Regions from separate parts of the Mus musculus genome. Here regions 1 and 3 are each linked to region 2. Evidence: chromatin contacts called from public Hi-C and HiChIP or PLAC-seq data. All regions are on one chromosome and are shown on one strand. Each heading gives the region's core, a stretch centred on a gene start, on an enhancer-like site or on the middle of the called end of the contact. The rest is flanking DNA. Distances are from core to core; before and after follow the strand shown.

Region 1 (2,700 bases), core at 86-2,585, 520 kb before region 2:
ACCGTCAGAACCACCTGTGAGGCAGGTCCAGAGCCTTCTTTGGGCCTTCGGAAGTGACTGGGATGCTGGCCTTCTCCATTCATTGACGCTGTTCAGATGACCTCTGTGAGTAATGTCCTTGAGCTTATACTCCAGGGAAGGCAACACCAGGATGGAAAGCACTCGAAGTTTCCCAGCTTAGTGGCAGGGTATGGTGGTTGCAAGGATTTGCTCAGAGTACTCTGCGTGTCAAGACCTAAGGTCTGGAAGCACAGGCTGTCCCTGCAGACCACAGGAAAACACAGCAGTCACCACTATTGTCAAGTTAGTCCCAGGCTCAAGGACTAGGCAGGATGCTGGGCCTGCCAGAGAAAGTTGTGTGCATTCCATGTGCAAGATACCTTGCAGACAGATGGTGCTCAGAGAGGATTCGTCCACTGTAGGAACACACTTTCATGCAGAACACATAGACTCAGACAGACACAGACACAGACACAGACAGACAGACAGACAGACAGATACCCCCCTACATCTGTCCCACTGCCGATACTTTTCTATAGGGAATCACACAACACAGACACACACATACACACACACACACACACACACACACACACACACACACTTTACACACATGCTCTATGCTGTTATGTAACTTAAAAAAATATAGTTGGAAAAAAACCAAAACAGATCAAGCTAGAGATGATAGTGGGTTCTCATGTACCCATCTCTCAGATCCAGGATGGTTATCATTTCAAATCGTTTGCTCTGCCTCTCCTCTGTGCATTGTTACCTTCCCTCAGCTTTCTCTGAATTTCTCTCCCGGTGCCTCCTCTTTCTTTCCCCTCACAACAGGCCTGTTGAGTTTTGCCAGGTGGTTATGATTAGCCTCCTTTGACAAAGACAAACCCTGTTTCAGAGAGTCAAAGAAGGTTTCCCAAGGTCCTAGAGTAAGGGATAGCTCAGGCCTTAGTACCTGATGGTGTATTCTCTCCACTAGTCTGCTTCAACCGTATTAGGCTGCTGGCAGGGTGTGTGACTTGTTGGGTCTATAGCCAGTGTGGGGTCAATGGGACTCTTAGTTTACCAGGTTCAGCCTTCCTTTTTTAACCCCTGTGTGTGTCCTGCCCTGCTGTCAGGGCCCTCTGACTTGAGGGATTAGGGAGAAAAGGGCAAACTCAGCTCTCTGAGGCCTTTCATCTGTGGCTTCCTTGGATCATGGCTGCGGGATGTTTATGAAACTCTGAATCAATTTGAGGCGCAGAGATTTTCAATCAGGGAAGCAGATTGTGCTGAGAGGGTCAAAAGGCCTGTCGCCAGCAAGGAGCTCGGCATCTGACATATTAATCTGAGCTGTCAGAACCAATATGTGTAACAGAGGTGTGGAGGTACAGGCCCTGTTTCTGCAAAGGAGTCGGGGGGAAAAGTGGGGGAAATACCACCCTGGGAGAATATGACATTTCACAGATTCCAGGAGAGCCAGCCCTGCCCTGCAGCTCAGCCTGTGACCACTGTGGCCCCTGTTCACTGGAGAGGGCAGGGGTACAGGCTGGGGGCTGAGAGTGGTGGGAGGCTCTGAGCCTCACAGTAGTGTCCTGTTGCTCAGTAGGTAACATTTACTTGGCTTGCCCTAGACAAGCTTTCTCTTCTCTTCTCTTCTCTTCTCTTCTCTTCTCTTCTCTTCTCTTCTCTTCTCTTCTCTTCTCTTCTCTTCTCTTCTCTTCTCTTCTCTGCTGCCACCTGACTTCCAGAGCCCTCTCACTGGCACAGGAGGCAGAGCTGAGCCCCAGCAGGAAGCAATGTTACATAGAGCCCAATGTTACGTACAGCATGTGAGCTGGCTAGCCAGAGTCAAGCCTCTGGGAGGACACCTGCCTTGGCGAAACTGATACCCATTAACACACCTTGTGCTCTAAGCACTGCTTCCTTGTGTCCCATCTCCATCCCCCAAAGGCCCATTACTTTACTTGGCAGGAGCTGGCTGCTGCTGCTGGTGACTGATTTGAGAATCATGTGAGGATATGGCGTGTCCGTCTGTCTGTATAGGTAGCTACTATGTAATGAGTCTGAGCATTATGCCTCAGGCTCTCTTATGTTTGGGGTTATACATGGGATCAGGGTGGACCTGGGAAAGCTCCGTGGTACTTGAACTTCTTATACCAAGTGAATCTAAGTGAATGCATGAATGAAGGTCACAGTGTAACCCAGACAGCTGAGTTCAGGGGATGTTGTTCTCATTTCCGGGTATCACTTAGCTACTGCTGGGCCTGGCTGATTTGGTGAGCTCCGTATTGGTGATCACATAAAGAGTTATTCCCCATCTGATAGAACAAATTCTGCATTCGGAAAACTAGCCATACAGATAGCTTTTGTTAGCTCTCAAAAGGTGACAATGTCTTTAGTGTGACACCTGGGGGAAGATTCAGAAGCTCAAATACCTGCATACTGCTGAAGTCCCCAGTGGGAGGTGTGTGTGTGGGAGATTCTGACCCCTGTTAGAATGATTACAAGCCAGTGGCCACCTGGGTCAGCCTCCATGGTGCTGGGCCCTTCCTTGTGGTGATGGCTAAGGTTGACTGTCAACTTGATTGGATTAATAAGTGCCTAAGAGCTAATCAAGGCACATCCTTGGGTGTGTCTGCATGGACATCTCCTCAGAGCACTGGATCCTGAGGGTTCTGGTACGTTGAACGGGTTTATCTGTTGATGGAGTCATAACGT
Region 2 (2,700 bases), core at 190-2,689:
ACGCAGCAGGCAAGTGTGTTTGAGAGATATGTCAAATATGTTTATGGCAACTTCCTTACAGCATTTTATTATAATTTACTCAAGGAGAGAAAAGACATCCTTTATCAATGCACTTAGTAAATGCTGGTTATTGTTGCTCAAGGGGCTTCTAAGTTAAGAATGATGCAGACCAGACCCTCATAGCTCCTCCTCTATTCATCCCCACCCCATAGGAGTTTCAGATGAGAACAATACCCAGTTAAATAACTAAGATAATTTTCTGGTAAGAAGCGTTACTTGAGGGCAGCCCTTGTCTCAGATATTTTTTCCTTCCTTATCATCATAAAAAAAAATTGGTTTTATATTGTGTTTTACAACCAACAAAGACCATTTCGCATCTGTCTGTCACACTCCCTACAAAAACCTGGTTGGAGCCACCAAAAATAGCACCATGGCTTTACAGATGGAACAGTGGACAAAACTACGAAGGGACATCTATAAAGCCACCTTTCAAGTAAATCATCGAGCTTGAACTTAGCCAGGTCTTCCTCCTCAAAGTGTAGTGTGATTTCCTCCTCCGTCATCCCCCTTCTTCATAGCAGAGCAATATAAAACCAGCTGGCTCCACTGAGAGGGGCCAGGGGTGGGGAGGGACAGACACTGCAGGCAGGGCTGATCTGGAGCAGCCTTCGGCCAAGAGTGAGTTTTCTACAAGAGCGGAAAAGTTTCTTAAGTGGCCTTTGGCTTCGAAGAGGCTCTGCTTCATCTCTCTTTGACATGGTCCCTGGGAAGAGGGGAGCTGGGGTGGAAAGGATGGGGAATGTAGGGAAGGCTGTCATTTCCATGTTGTCTGTTATCCATCCACACAACCCCTGGGGACCTATTTTCAGACTTGTCTGCTTGCCCAGAAAGGGGCAGGGCCCAAGTTTCACAGAAATTAGAAGCACACAGGTCCTCGGCGACAGAAACAATGATGAAGAGATGCACGCTGATTCAAACCAGTGCCTCCGACACTCGGGGGCAAGAAGAGCCCAGGCTTTTATTATTTTTATTTTCCGCTTAAAAGCAAAGACACCACCCCCCGCCCTAATTGGAATCAGAGCTTCAGAGAATGTTAGAATTGCAGTGAATTTCAGACATGACGATCCAGATGCTTCATTTCATAAAGGGCCGAAAGGCGGAAGAGCTTGGCTAAAGCTGTAGAGCAATCTAGTTGAGTCCCGGAGCAGGGCGGAGCCACATCCCTCTGGCTCCTGACACAGCGCTCTCCCTGCCCCCTTCAGAAGGTTTTCTGAGTGGGCGACAGCCCGGGTGGAGGAGAGGTTGCGCTGCTTGGAGCTTGTGACTCTCTCATCCATGCTGGCAAACACCTTCTTGAAGTGTCTGGCAGCCTGCTCCGGTGTTCACTGCGGAGTGAAGGCAGTAAATCAGGGCTTGCCCAGGGACAGCAGCCTCAGCAATGGCGTGTGCATCTGAGCACTGCAAGACTCCCGGGAAGGAGAGCTCTCTCCCTCTGCAACTATATCATACCTTTTACAAAAAGTCACTTTGAGGTCACTGGGTTTTTTTTGTCCAGTATTTCAATACATTAAATGCAATTACTTCATTGTTGATTTACCTGTCATTACAGGCATGTGTTTGAACATGATTTATTGAGTGAGTTTTGTGCCAGTTGACTTGCGATAGATTGCACAATATTCAAAGGGGCTCATTTGCTTGGCGTTACATTAGAGGCACGATGATTGCAACACAAAGCAATGTAAATGAATTCTGAGAGGCTCCATCATTCATGTTGTCATGTACTGAATCCTATTATTATTTATTACCATAATTGTACTGTGTTTCCTGGGGCGATAAATTAGGAATGATGGGCCCCGCTGACAGTCAAGGGCTGGACTCGCTCTATATAATTTAATAGGGATACTGTAGGGTCTGTGTGTTTGGAGGAGATTTGGGTAATGGTTAAAAAAAGAAAAAAAAAAAGAAATGATTTTTTTTTTTTTACAAAAAGTATAAAAGCTTTCCAAGTTTATTTTTCCCCCTTCCTCTTTCTTTAATGCCTTGGCTACGTTTAAAGTCCCAATAAAAGCTAAAGTAAAAGAAACGTTCTGTCTTCTAGCATGAGATGTTTAAAACTCACTACCTCCAGACACAGTCCAATCCCCGTGGGGTTCTGACAGGTGGTATTAACCCTTGCACCAACAGGGCATCCTGGGGCATGAAGAATCTAGAATTGCCAGGACTTCAATGGCCAGGATGAGGGAGATCACATTAACCTTGCACAAAATTGACTCTAACAGAGCTCCGGGCACTTCATCTTATCTGGTAGGGTGGTGTTTCTGTAGAAGTCAAACCATGCTGGTCAGAACATCAGAGTTGGTACAAAATTGCTGAAGAGGATGGAAGAGGGTTGGGGGAGCCTTGGGAGAGCCTTAGCAGAGCGTGTCACGAAAAACGAGCAGTAGGGGAGACCTGAGAGGACACCCACCTCAAGCCTGTTGAACCTTTGGTGAGGAAACTGCCAAATAGAGAGGATAGACAGCCAACAGACAAACAGCTGCTAGAAATGCCCTGTCTTGCCCAGTTACAGTTTAGATACAAAATGCCCCCCCCCCCGGGGAGCACATCTGATGGACACTTGACCCCTAGCAACTGGTGGTATTTTGAGATGTTCTAGACACTTTAGGAAATGAGCCCTAGCTACAGGAAGTAGGTCATGGG
Region 3 (2,700 bases), core at 200-2,699, 560 kb before region 2:
TGGCTTCTTTATTAGCACCATGACAGTGGTTATACTTCAGCCGTTCTATTTGTGGTCAGTCCTCACGAGCCTCTGAAAAGGGGATCGCTGTTGCTCCTAAGTGTAAAAGGATGGGATGGAGAGAAGGAATCTGATGGGTCTGTGATCCCACGGGCAAAAACAGACTTGGGGATGAAGCAGATTTGTTTGTTTTGAGTGGTATGTATGAAGTAGGCTATTGAACCCAGGGTCTCCGGCATGCTAAACGTATGCTGTGCCACCAACCAACACAATCAACACTACAGTCATGAAGCCCAATTTTGTAGATTCTAGTCTTTACTTCATCCTTACTGTACTGTGTTGGCAACTGAAAAAAAAAAAAGCCAAATTCCTGGGCACACATTTCTCCAACAGTAAAAACTACGTGTGCATACTTAGCCCAGGGCTGAATATACATAACCTTATTGAATTCTCGGAACAACTCCACGGGGGAAAGGACAAATTATTGGCCACCCAGGCAGGATTTTAACATCTGAGGGCCACGCCTGGGACCCCTGGGTCACATGTTCTCACTTCAGCTAACACAGTGTATGCTAACACATCCTCCAGACTGAATGTTGCCACGAAAGTGTGAAATGTATTCACAGGGTGAAAGACGATTACAAGCTGAGAACCAAGGCCGAGCAAGGGATGACTTGTCTATACTTTTTGGGAGTAGAAGAATATTTCGTGTGTGATTGTTTTCTACATTGTTAAGAGGCCCAACGCGCCTGGTGCCTGTATTTTAGAGGCCACTAGAATCTCCCAGGTGGCAGAACAGCACAAACACTTCTTTCTGAATTGGCCCAGTATAGGAGTGTTACTTGTCTGGTTGCAAACCATCAAACAAAAGGACCCCGTCCTTGAGTATATTATATGTTTATTAGATGCCAGGTGTGATTGTGTGCAGCTGGCCTGGTTAGGCTAGGCCAACCCTTTGTACAGGGCCTCAGGTTTGAAAGTGTGCCCTGGAGAGGCAAGAGTCTATTGCTGTTCCTTCCTTTGAGCCAGATCTTCAGCAGTCCCTCAGAGCTCCCGGTGCAGCCTCTGTCTACAGACAGTCAATAAATGTCAATGTGTACAGCTTGACGGATGTCTGCTGTTTGGTGCAGGGCTCAGACATCGCTTTTCCAGGCCTGGATCATATCTTTCTTCTGGATCACGGAGGCAGCAACAGGCAGGTGAATCATCCCCTCAGACGAGGGAACAACTTGTACAGGGCAGCGCCTGATGTCTGTGGATCTATCCCTTCCCAAACCAGCCTGGCTCAGCTCTCTTCGCCATGACAGCAGGCAGACACATTGATTTAGTTGCATCCTTTCTGTTAAGCCCACACATACCCAGGGCTGTTGTGTGAGCTCGTGTGACCTTCAGAAAGAGCAGAGCCTCTGGGTGCAATCTATAGAGCTTTGGAAAACTCCAAGAGGAAAGGATAACAAGTGGCTACTTGGAGTTTGGCTTTGGGCCTATAAGTGCCTGCAGCCAGCGGGCCATGTTTACCAAGTTGGGCCTACTTCTGGACAGCCAGGCAGAAGCAGGATTTAAACCTTTGCTTGTTTCCATTTGCTCAAAGAAGATAATTTGTTATGGAGCAGTCAGAGCACAGGGAGGAAGTGCTCATTCCTGAGACAAGAAGATCTTTATAGCAGTTAGACTTCCTCTCCTGTGTAGACAGAAGAGGCCTACTTCCTTCTTGCTGCTTGGTTGGGGCTCACTATAATAAGACAGCTTGCTGTCACAAAGCAAACGTGTCCTTAAATCAGTGCATGCCACATGCAATCTATACACGGTGCGGTGCCAACCTCTTAAGTTTGATGGACCCGCCTCTCTAGGAGGGGTGGTGAAGGGAAATAAGGGTGCCTCTTACTGAGTCCCACATGGCTCTACTTCCTCTGCTGAGAAGAACTGGGCAGAGGATTTTCTGGGGGAGGCTCAGGAACTATAAACTATCATTTGAGGCTCTTTCCAGAGGTTCTCTTGCTGGCAGGCATGCAGCAGAGGCATCAAGATGCTTAGAGGAGAAGATGGAACCTTTGTGAGTTTCCCGGGCTCTTTGCCCCCACTCCATGACTTACCTTTCAGTTGCTGTGCTGCATGGCTCCCCAGGAGCTAGAGCAGGAATGCGGCTGCTTTGTCAGCTGAAGCCTCGGTACCCAGAAGGCAGCGTAGGCAACGGGGAGAGAAGGGGTAGAAGATGCCAAGGCTGCTATCTTTACGTTTGTTCTGCATGCTCTCCATCCACTTTGCAGCTTTGTCTTTTGATCCAGACACAGGCCACAGCCACACCAGACAAATCACTGGAAGTGGTAAAAACTTTATAAACTTGAAGAGAGTGCCCTGCAAATACAGTATACTTCTATAAACGCCAGGGACACTCAGTGGGGGGACCAGCTCAGCTCTAGAGGTCTCATATTCTTTATTTGGGTTTTTTTTCAGAGCTCTACTTGTCTTGACACTAAGGCTTCTGGATAAGAAGTGACTATGATCTTCAGGTATCCTTCTAGAGCTATACTTTGGTATACAGTGTGGTCTAGAAAAAGATTGGAATTTGGACTCAACCAACCTGGGACTAATTATGGGAGGTCACCATTTAGGAACTTTACAAATTGCCTGAGTTCTGATTTCCTTGCCCCTCAAAGAGAGTTTATAATTACATCTTACCTGAAACGGTTTCGGGAAGAT

What was found. Hi-C and Micro-C count contacts between places; a contact is called where the count stands out from the background. HiChIP or PLAC-seq counts read pairs in DNA pulled down with a chosen protein or histone mark.
Region 1: an H3K4me3 HiChIP or PLAC-seq map of craniofacial prominence shows a contact between it and region 2, with 5 times the contacts expected there. The contact joins two enhancer-like sites. A contact is called at or near these places in 2 of 484 Hi-C or Micro-C datasets (cerebellar granule neurons and nephron progenitors), 7 of 115 datasets of contacts at active chromatin or transcription factors (cardiomyocytes, craniofacial prominence, embryonic basal ganglia and 4 more) and 1 of 9 other capture datasets (embryonic stem cells).
Region 3: a contact with region 2 is called in a Hi-C map of uterus, with 3 times the contacts expected there. The contact joins two enhancer-like sites. A contact is called at or near these places in 1 of 15 datasets of contacts at CTCF or cohesin (stem cell-derived epiblast-like cells), 5 of 484 Hi-C or Micro-C datasets (the G1E-ER4 cell line, urothelial organoids and uterus), 1 of 115 datasets of contacts at active chromatin or transcription factors (embryonic basal ganglia) and 3 of 9 other capture datasets (embryonic stem cells, embryonic tail and embryonic trunk).

Annotation. Positions count from the first base shown.
Region 1 is chr8:26,867,081-26,869,780 of GRCm38.p6, reverse strand. No RefSeq gene overlaps it. Among named protein-coding and RNA genes, the nearest start is that of 2310008N11Rik, 44 kb to the right of the region's middle. Within about 2 kb of position 1,335, at least 9 of the 459 cell types and tissues checked have an H3K27ac peak or open chromatin away from gene starts, as enhancers often do. A contact at or near this core is called in craniofacial prominence, where this site is marked.
Region 2 is chr8:26,350,845-26,353,544 of GRCm38.p6, reverse strand. No RefSeq gene overlaps it. Among named protein-coding and RNA genes, the nearest start is that of Gm31843, 30 kb to the left of the region's middle. Within about 2 kb of position 1,439, at least 87 of the 459 cell types and tissues checked have an H3K27ac peak or open chromatin away from gene starts, as enhancers often do. A contact at or near this core is called in craniofacial prominence and uterus, where this site is marked.
Region 3 is chr8:26,906,745-26,909,444 of GRCm38.p6, reverse strand. No RefSeq gene overlaps it. Among named protein-coding and RNA genes, the nearest start is that of Gm45572, 58 kb to the left of the region's middle. Within about 2 kb of position 1,449, at least 27 of the 459 cell types and tissues checked have an H3K27ac peak or open chromatin away from gene starts, as enhancers often do. A contact at or near this core is called in uterus, where this site is marked.